Linked DNA regions of Anas platyrhynchos: region 1 is linked to region 2. A link is a contact called in public Hi-C data. All regions are on one chromosome and are shown on one strand. Each heading gives the region's core, a stretch centred on a gene start, on an enhancer-like site or on the middle of the called end of the contact. The rest is flanking DNA. Distances are from core to core; before and after follow the strand shown.

Region 1 (4,606 bases), core at 214-2,713, 290 kb before region 2:
CAAAAAAACACCACCATTGTCAGCCCCGAGCTCAGACTGAAGAAATTCCACCTTGGAAGCACTACAAGAAGTGAGTCACTCTATATACCTTGGCAGTGGCTCGCAAGGCAGCAGGGAATATCCAGAAGGAAATAATGTCACCAGCCGGTGAGGCAGCAGCTCTGTTTACCAGCTCTAACAAGTCGGTGTCTCAGCACTTTGAGTTAAGCATGGCCAGCAGCAAGCCTCCAGTTCAGAGGCCGTAAAACCCTCAATTCAGAAGTCGTTTACACGTAAGTGCACCTGAAAACCAGGCTTTTCCAACAGCTGTCCCAGCTGCTGGAGAAAAACACCACCTCAGGATCAGCACCGAGCTTCTTTTGAGCTCGGTGAGAAGTGCTGACGCTTAGGGAAGTCTTCCTTACATCACTTCAAAGAAAAACCCTAACGCACCTTACGTTTTGAGCTCAAAGTTTCCTTTCCAGAATGGCTAATGGAGCCGCATTAACTGCACCTTTGAAGCAGACATGAAGGGGAGGGCCCTGAACCAGACTTCTGGCACGCACGGGGGAGTTAGGCCAAGTGTCAGCCAAAAGGCTGGCTAGCAGGCTGGGAACACCACCGAGCAGCCACTTGAGAGGAAGTCTAGTCACTCAGCAGGGTCCTCAAGCTGGTTTCCCTCTTCCTACTTCCAACAGATCTATTATCCCCAGAGGATTTCTTCTCTCCAGAGTATGCAAACTGCCTTTGTTACCAAAAATGCTTTAGAAATGGTGAAAGCTGGATATTTGCATGAGGATCACATGCAACGACTGCATGCCTTTAAACAGCCGACGTGCAAAAAATGAGGACACAAACCCCTTCTACCACATGGATTCAGAAAGCAGGAGACGTACCCTGGCACTTTAAAACTCTGTAAGCATCCTTCCTAGCCTGTTTAATTCTCTTCTTGCAAGTCTCCAGGTTGCTTTCCTTAAGGCCTCAAACAGAGGAAGATAACCATCAGCACGCAGTCCTCCCTTTCTCTTCTGGGATTTATAGATGCCCTAAGAAGGCATTAAAATAAGGTAGAACAGCTTGACTAAGGCACTTCAATCCTCGTGTTTTCTCCTTCACAGTGTACAGTCCGTGCCTTATCTGCTGATACTGGTTAGCAGGCAGAAACAAAGGTGGCTTACGTTTTTAACACCCTAACCCCAAAAAAACACAAAATAAAAGCCTTGCCAGGGTCTCACTTTCTTTTAATAAAACACTAGGTCTCTGCTGCATGCATCATAGGTCATTTGTAAATGACCTTATTTTCTCAGTAGACAGAAAATGTGTCTTTGCAAACGCGAGTCATCATTATGAAACCTGTTTTGTTCCCAGGAGGAAACAGCTTTCTTAAATTAGCTTTAAAATTCCCACTTCCAGCATTTCAGCGCGCAGGGCAGCGCTTAGATAGTGTCCCGAGCTGGCATTTGCAGTTGTTGCAGATCCTGCTAATTGCTCGTGCAGATATTCCAGCTGTCAGCACACACATATCACCAACCACAATTATTTGCAGACTCTTCAAAAAAAAGCCTGCCCTTGTACAACAGCGCTCTCACTGTGCCCATTTGAAGAAATCACTCCTGTTAGAATGGAAACAAATGGATTCAGGGGACCATCTCCCCAAAAAGCATTTAAATAGATGTAAAATAAAACAACTGTATCAGGCTTTTTCCCTCCTCCACCAATATTTTCACTCTTTGCATCTCCAATGGGCCGTAAAAACTGTTGCTCTGTCCCATGTGCTCTGTGGCAGCAACACAGTCAACAGATTCCAGCTCTAACATTTACAGGCTTTGTTATAACCTGTCAACACCTCTGATGCAAAAAATAAAAAATAAAAAAAGATCCGGATTGCACCCCTTAGATAATTTCCATCCGAGGAAGTCATGCTGTCAGCAGGGTGGAGAAAATGGAGGAATTCCTGTTTACCCTTCGACTTGAAAACTTACTTGGGAGGGGACTTCCAATTACAAGCTAACACCTGAAGTACCCCACCGGTTTTTGAGTCATTAGCTCGTGTTTATCTAGAAGGCTAACCTGGAGTTTGTTGATTAAGAGCCATTGCAGAAGCTGAGCAGCAACTAATGCGAGAGGAATGGCACAGGCAGGAAGCCGTTGCTCAACGTCTCTTTCATCCTGACAAGCGACTGCGTTGTCCAAGAGGAGCTTGCTTATCAGCCTGGAGCATCCCGAGCGCTGCTGATCACACTAATGCAAGCAGCCCTTCAGCAGCTGCTCCACACAACACAGAGAAGTTGAAGGAAAAAATAATAAACACCAATCAAAAATGGGGCCACAGGTAGGTGAACCACCTGGGGTACCAAATATTTTGCCAGCTACTGACCTGACTCACCCTGCTAATACAGCTGCCCTTTCTGTTCTAGTCTCTTTCCACAGACATCCTCTTGTGTCCACTTTTTTTGGTCCACTCTGTCTTCAAATTCAAGAGATTTAAGCTTGGGGGATACCTGCAGAGGACTGGTGTACATGTACATGTATGTATATGTATCTGTATACAAAAAGATGGAGCTCGCAGCTTTCAAAGGTTTGGACCCATAACCAGATTCGGGATAAAACACCTTTTTAAAAGCCTTCCTCCCCACAGAAAAGTGGCAGAACAGAGTCCCTCATTCCCTTTTCCAATAAATAAATAAATAAATAAATAAACAAGTACTTAAATTTCAGTCTCTAATACACAAGATTTTCTACCCTAAACTGAACCAATGTGTGTTACCCCCCAAGAGAGGATGGGATCACGCCTTTTCATTTATTTCAGCCCACTGTGGTCTAGGAGACAGCCACGCGGTATCAAACATTTCACACTTTCCAAATCTAGGCCAAAAGGGCCTAGGGAATTAAAAACAAAAACCAACAACAAAAAAAATGTAATCTGGACTTAATTCAGAAAGCAACTTTGCCTTGACCGAACTTTATTGTTGGTCTTGCTTGCGAAGAGGCAGCTGAAGGGAAAGCCCACCTCAGCTTTACATTTCACCTCGACCACAAAAACTGTCGGTATGAAGTCTTTGATGCTCTTCCCACCAAGGGTAGAAAAAGCAGTATGGGAAACACACCTGAGACTTACCTGCTCTACCCAAGCGTGAATTTGGGTAGACTTCTGGTCGGTTTTTTGTGGCCAAATCAGGCAGGCCCTGACACTGTGCTCAGGGCTGCAGCGAGCCGTGCCACTGCGTGACCCCAGCTTGATCTCAGCCTTGCTACAGCAATCCAGACCCACTGCTGTATCTTTCTCCAGCGAGGCTAGTGGTTTCTGTGGCCAAGTAAAATCTTCCTCGGGAGCCTCTGAGCAATTGGAAGTCACTGCTAGTTCCTGTAGGTCACTGACTATGGCTTTTTGCCTCTCCCTGTGGTAGCTTAGAGGTTTGGGATTCATCCGGTTAGTGCAACAACAGCAAGGCTACCAGCAGTGCCACGGACCAATAGTAACAACATTATTTTCATCCTAACCTGTCTTTAACTACAGGATACCAAACGCATTAACAAGCACTTTTCAGTTCTCCGAGCTAAATACGGAGAAGTTTCCAGGCCAAGCCAACTCAGTCAGACCTCTCTCAAAATTACTAATGAAATTATCAACCCCCCCAAGCTCGCTGTCCTCCTGCTCCCTTCCTAAGAAGTTTCTGTGAGTACAAAGTTAAAATAAAAATAAAAATCACAGAAATAGCCTGGGAAGACAGGATTATTTCATGCAGGATATGTGCTTGGATAGTCAGAGAGTCACGTTTATAGCAGCAAGTGATGAACTCATGACCAACACGTTATAGGACAGGCTGAAAAGATTGGTCCTTAGGGGTAAAGGTGGTCCTAACTCAACAGCCTGGGCCTCGCCTGCTCCACGGGCACAATTCTGAATCAACTCTACATCAGCTATTAATGTTCTGTAGGCCTTCAGAGCAATCAGCCACCTCACGGGTGCTATCACCTGACAATACGGGCACCACATCTAAAGGACCGACGGAGGAAAGCACGCAGGAAATCGAGTCACAACTTCTGCTTTGGAGATAAGGGACTCGAGGAGAAACACTTGAAGGATCGTTAACAAAAATCCCAATGATAGCGAGCTAGCAAGCGGCTGTCCACCTTCCCTGGCTTCAGAATAAACCTTTTAAGCTTCTCTTTCAATCCCAAAGGAGCCCAAGATCAAAAGGACAGCGAAGCAGCTCTGCCCTCATCAAGCTCCTCCTGGGAAAAGAAACATTCACGTACACACACACGTCGGGGCACAGATAATGAAAAGCTCAGCGGAGTAAGTCTTGAAGCCAGGCCATGTGGCTAACATCAGAGGGACGGTGAACTCCACGTGAATGCATCTGCATAGGACAAAAAAAGCTTTAAAAGTCAAACCGCTGGCTGCGTGACGTGCTCAGCTCCTCATGGTACCGAACAGCAGCCTGCTTCAAAAGGTTGGCTGCTGCCTCCACGGCTGCTCACAGCCCTCAAGTCTAAGGGTAAAGGGTTAAGGCCTGTGGGTTTAGCCCTTGCAGATGTCATCTGAAGGATCCACACACAGGCAACAGCACAGATCCTGCTCTAAGCGTGGCAGAGCACCCCCGGCCCCATCTGCAGAGAACTG
Region 2 (4,918 bases), core at 627-3,126:
TTCCAAAAAGTCTGTTTATCAGGTTACATTTTAACATGCAGATGCCAAAATGCTGGGAGAAATCAAACCATCCCACTTGAACTGGCCCACAAGCCCCTAAAGAGCCCTGACAAAATGCAGTGGGTGGGCACAGGGAGCCAGGATTGGGGGTGGGGGGAGGCACTTCTTAAAATCGTCCAAAGCCACTGGAGGATGGGATGCATTGGGATGTTCAGCTTTGCCTTTCTCCTTAATGTGCACTACATCCCCCCTATGGTATAGCAGGGTACAGTGCAGATGCACAACAATTACTATCATGTGTTAGTATCTCAAATGTATTAAAAAAAGAAGAAAAAAAAATCAGTTTTAAACATAGCTCATCACTTCCCAGTAGCCAGGCTACATACTAATGCTAGTAACCCCCCATGGTTTGCACATTAAAAAGACCATAAATAAAGCGATTTTTTCTATACAGAGGAAAAAAATATCTGTGACAAATGCAACTTGCCATACAGATTTTTGCCGATATTTTATAAACACTCAAACTAATTCCCAGCAAAAGCACTGCCTGTAGCAACCAAAGGCACAGCAACAGTGTAAATGAGCTAGGTGATGTTTGTAAGAGCTGCATTCAGTGCAACATGTACCTGGTTGCATGACAAATCTGTTTCCATCTGTCACTGAGGCAGTACTTTAAATTAATTCCAGTGTAGGTGAGAGCTTCGTATTGCCCTTCAACAGGCGACCCGGCGTCTAAAACCCGTGGACGCCTGGCCTGAGCAGAGCAGCTGGATCCTAAAGCATCAGACCTGTTATCCCCAAATGACACCGGTTGCCAGCAGCCCGTATCGCCATGTACTGAGCACTCCCAAGTAGCGATGACAGCATTTTCAGGAGGTCCTCGCCATCAGCCAGCGTTGCTTAAGCACAGACCGTGGAACATGGGGGGGAGTAGGGGGGGAGGTCACCGCATGCAGCCATTAAACTTTAATTACAAATAGCCTCTCGGACGTGCACACAGACGAAAAAAAAATGAGTTTTAAACAAGCCCAGTGGGGTGGGAGGGGGGGAAAAAAAAACATCATGTAACCCCCCCCCCCCGGGCGCAGCTTGGAGGCTGACAGCAGGGCTGCTACCGGCTCTTCCCCACGCGTGTCCCTGCCCCGGGGGACCCCCGGGAGCCCCCCAGGACCCCCACCAGCCTGCACCCCCACTGGAGAGCCCCCCCGGATCCCCCCCGGCTCGGGTCCCCGCAGGCAGCAGCGGGGCCTCGTCCCCCGGCCCTCCCGTCCCCCGGGGAGCCCGCAGCCCCCCCGGTGCCCCCCGCCCGGCACCCCCAGCCCTCACCTATCAGCTCCCGGGGGAGCTCGGAGCTCTCCTCGGCCATGCCGGGCGGCGGGGCTGCTTCAGCGGCTGGCCGCCCCTCCGCAGGGCCGGGCGAGCATGCGAGCCGCGGGGCGGGGGAGAAGGAGGAGGAGGAGGAGGAGGAGGAGGAGGAGGGCGAAGAGGGCTGGCCCTGCGCCGGGGTGCCGTGCGAGAGCGGAGGGAAAAGGGGATGGGGATCTTCAGAGAGCGGCCGGGAGGGGCATTTCCCGGGGAGGAAGCCAGCCCCGAGGCAGGCAGGCAGGCAGGGAGGGAGGGAGGAGAAGAAGGGAGGAGGAGGGAGCCGGGCGGGGGCTGCCCGCCCTCCTTCCCCCTCGCCGCGGCAGGATGAAGGAGGGAGGGATGGATGGAGGGAGGGTGCCCTCCCCCGGCCTCCGCAGCTCCCGAGAGGGGAACCGTGGCGCCCACGGCCGGCAGGGCAGGGGAAGGCAGGGAAATGCAGCCCCCCCAGCCCCCCGGGGTGAGGGGAGGGCGGCCACGGGGGCCACCTGCCGGCCGCCGCCGCTCCCACCCGCAGCACGGCCCCCGGGGAGAGCGGCCATGGCGCGGCCCCCAAGGGTCTCCCGGCCCCAGGCTCCGCTTTGGTCCCTGCTCTCCGCCTCCTTCTCCCTCCAGGCAGGGTCTGGGGTCTGATTTGGGGTCGCCATTGAGGCCCTGGCCCTACTGGGGGGCTCGGGGGGCTGTGGTGATAGCCCAGGCACGACCTGAGTGCAGGTAAATAAATAACTGCGACAACAGCATGAGGGCTGAGCTGCCCGGTCCTTGGCTCGCAGGAAGCCTCTCGCATGGATGAACCGTCTCCTTTTCCACGGTTTGGCTGTGCTGGTGCTGGCTGTTGACAACCCCTGAGCGCCAAGAGGAAGCATTGCAACACTGCTACAGCACCAAGCGCAGATGTTTGCAGCCTGCGCTCGGCCACCGTGAGGTCCCACAGGACACGGTGCTCCATGGACGTGGCCTCTCCAGCCAGCACCACTCAGCACAGGAGCCATGCAGAACCGCCTACGGCAACGAGGTCTCAAGGTCTCGCTGCCGGCCCTCCTCAACAGGTCCTCATCCTCGGCAGATGCATCCTCTGGCCTTGCCCCACAGGAGTGCTCCTTCTCGTGTGTTTCTTTAAAAAAAAAGGTTGACGCTGTAAAGGGAGTGGTTGTAACCATCAAGTCAGCCCTCATTTCCTGCTGCCTGGGAACGAGATCGCCAAGGCTGGGTCGCTTTAAGCCCCGGCGAAGGATAACCTCTGATCCAGAGCTCATCTGCCTCTTCTGCACTCCCCCACCTCGTCTCCACAGGGATGTCACCTGTTATAAGGTGATGCCCTTGTTACAGGTTGTTTAGCAAACGCCTTAGGAGGGGAAAGGCAAGTATCTGGGTTTATGCTAGACTGAAGGAAACCAGAAGCATGCCTCCTTTCCCAGGATCAAAGAAAACCCCACAAATAGCAGTGTTTTGCTTGTTGCACTGTGCCGCTGAGCATTTTTGTTATGTGCAACAGACGCGTTACAGAAACACAGCACGTGAGCTGCCTAATTGCGCCTATAAAAATAAGGGCAGACAGAAGCTCATTGGATGAGGGGAGAGGAAGAGGCTAGGCAGCTCTGGAAATACTTCGGCTTGCTCCTGGTAGCGATGCACAGTTTCAATGAGAAGATCATTTTCACTGCAGCAGGACTGTGATTGGTCGTCCTGCATCCTGAAGGGGTGGATTACTGCATAAACCTCATATTTCAGGCGCTCTACAAGTGAGTGACGGATCTGCAAGATCAAAGTCATTTATGCCTATTTAAGACGCCTGAAATGCATTCAGTGAGAGCAACAGCACAAATCCAAGAAGATGACTTATTTTCCTGGTAAAATGCTGTGCTGCTGCTCTGTGCATCTAGGGGACTACACATTCCCTGGTCTTCAAAAGAAACATAACTAGCAGTTTGAAATGGTTGCGACTTGTGAAACGATTTTATGATTCCCCACAGCAACAACCAGCTCTCTGAATAACTTTAGCTATTATCTTACCAACACAGATACAATTACTAAAGAAATAGATACAAATTTGCTGCCTTTCCTTTTTGTTGTTTAACTACAGGAAGCAAATAGGGACATTCTTTAAAGAAAATAAACAAACAGTAAATATAGGGTATACTGGTAAAAGAAGCTGTGTGCTTTTAACACACAGCACTGCCAGTCAAACTTTACCTGGCCATATATATGCATAGAAAGAGAGCTCTATACCTGCTTGTTGATGGTCCTCTGCTCCCTCTTCTTCACTGTACCTGCATCCTTTTCCTTTCTCTGCAGAATACCTGACAGTCTTTCCTCATAGCTCAGCACAAATATGCATTTTTTGCTTGTTGCACATAAGCAAGCTTACTTCCAACTGAGGGATCTGAGCATCTTTGGGCAGAAAACAAAACAAAAATAACAACTACAAAATAGGAATTCTGAAGTTCACATCTTTTCTAATACCCAGGAAGGAAAAATCAGATTATTAGGTCTGCATAAGGAAGGATATGTAATTTCATGCAGTTACTTCTGTATTGAGTCTAATGCCCTGTGTTTGACTAAAACTTCCCCAAAAGATACCTTCTCTTCCATCGCTATTTACTTACTCTGCAAAAATGCACGTTTTTGGAACTATGACAGCTCATACATGAAGCAGAAGCAGTTTCATTGCCTCATTTCTATCTGAAACAGTACTTGAAGTGTGGATCTTGCTTTCCTGGCTCCTGCCACGCGACTGTAGGCCTCTCAGGGTGCACCAGCTGCAGAAGCAATGTGCTCCTTCCAGGCCTGCCTGCCTGCAGCACTCTGCTGGGTACTGCGAGCACCCCTCCATCTCTGCTTCTTTTCACACGAAACAGCCAGCACAGCAAAGCCAGGATACATACAGAAAAATAAAGAAAACAAACAAAAAGAATGGTGGTAGCAGGCAGTTTTTTTTCTGTTCTGTTTTTTAATCACCAGCATAACAAGCTAACGAAGTAGCACTGCCAAGGCTACTGTATCATTCCTTTTGGGAGCCCAGAAGACTGACCTGGTTCAAGGGAGGGAAGGTAGACTAAATCTGGGTGGGTTAATGCCCCCAAGGTCAGATTCAATCAGCAGATTGCATCATTTCCCACTCCTTATTCCCTAGAGAGGAGGCAGGAAATGGTCGTTCAGGCAAGCTGCAGCTGTAGTAATGCCTGGATACTGGCACTATTGCAACATCAGCAAGCCCTGTGAAAAGTAGGATGTTTCCACCTCCCAGAGCAGAGAAGCCTGGACCACCTCCCCTGGGGTCCCAAACATTTGGCTCCCAGGCCTCCCAAATGGAGACTGTCCTCTACAGCTTAAAGGAAAAGCCACACCACCACCCCCACAGAGGCACAGCTGAGAAGAACAGAGGTGCCTAAGTGAAACTGGGGTGGCTGAGGCAGATGGAGCTGGGTTTCTGTCTGAGCTCAGTTGTATTCCTGTAACCCTAGGGTGCAGCTCTTACCCCGAGCTGCTCCCAAGCAGTCATTGCTATGTCCGTCAGTGGGCTCTCCTCATCTTATGTTACCTGCAGTGGTGAAAA

What was found. A called contact is a pair of places that touch in the nucleus more often than the background predicts.
Region 1: a contact with region 2 is called in a Hi-C map of skeletal muscle, with 3 times the contacts expected there. The contact joins the enhancer-like site here to the promoter of CARMIL1 in region 2. A contact is called at or near these places in 5 of 8 Hi-C or Micro-C datasets (liver, skeletal muscle, small yellow follicle and 1 more).

The regions. Positions count from the first base shown.
Region 1 is chr2:62,955,923-62,960,528 of IASCAAS_PekinDuck_T2T, reverse strand. The region is part of intron 3 of PARD6G (par-6 family cell polarity regulator gamma); the gene reads right to left. Among named protein-coding and RNA genes, the nearest start is that of BLOC1S4, 16 kb to the left of the region's middle. Within about 2 kb of position 1,463, at least 2 of the 8 cell types and tissues checked have an H3K27ac peak or open chromatin away from gene starts, as enhancers often do.
Region 2 is chr2:62,666,506-62,671,423 of IASCAAS_PekinDuck_T2T, reverse strand. It overlaps CARMIL1 (capping protein regulator and myosin 1 linker 1), which reads right to left and starts at 1,876. Exons shown (of 38, transcript XM_072034847.1): 1 at 1,327-1,876. The coding sequence starts at 1,366.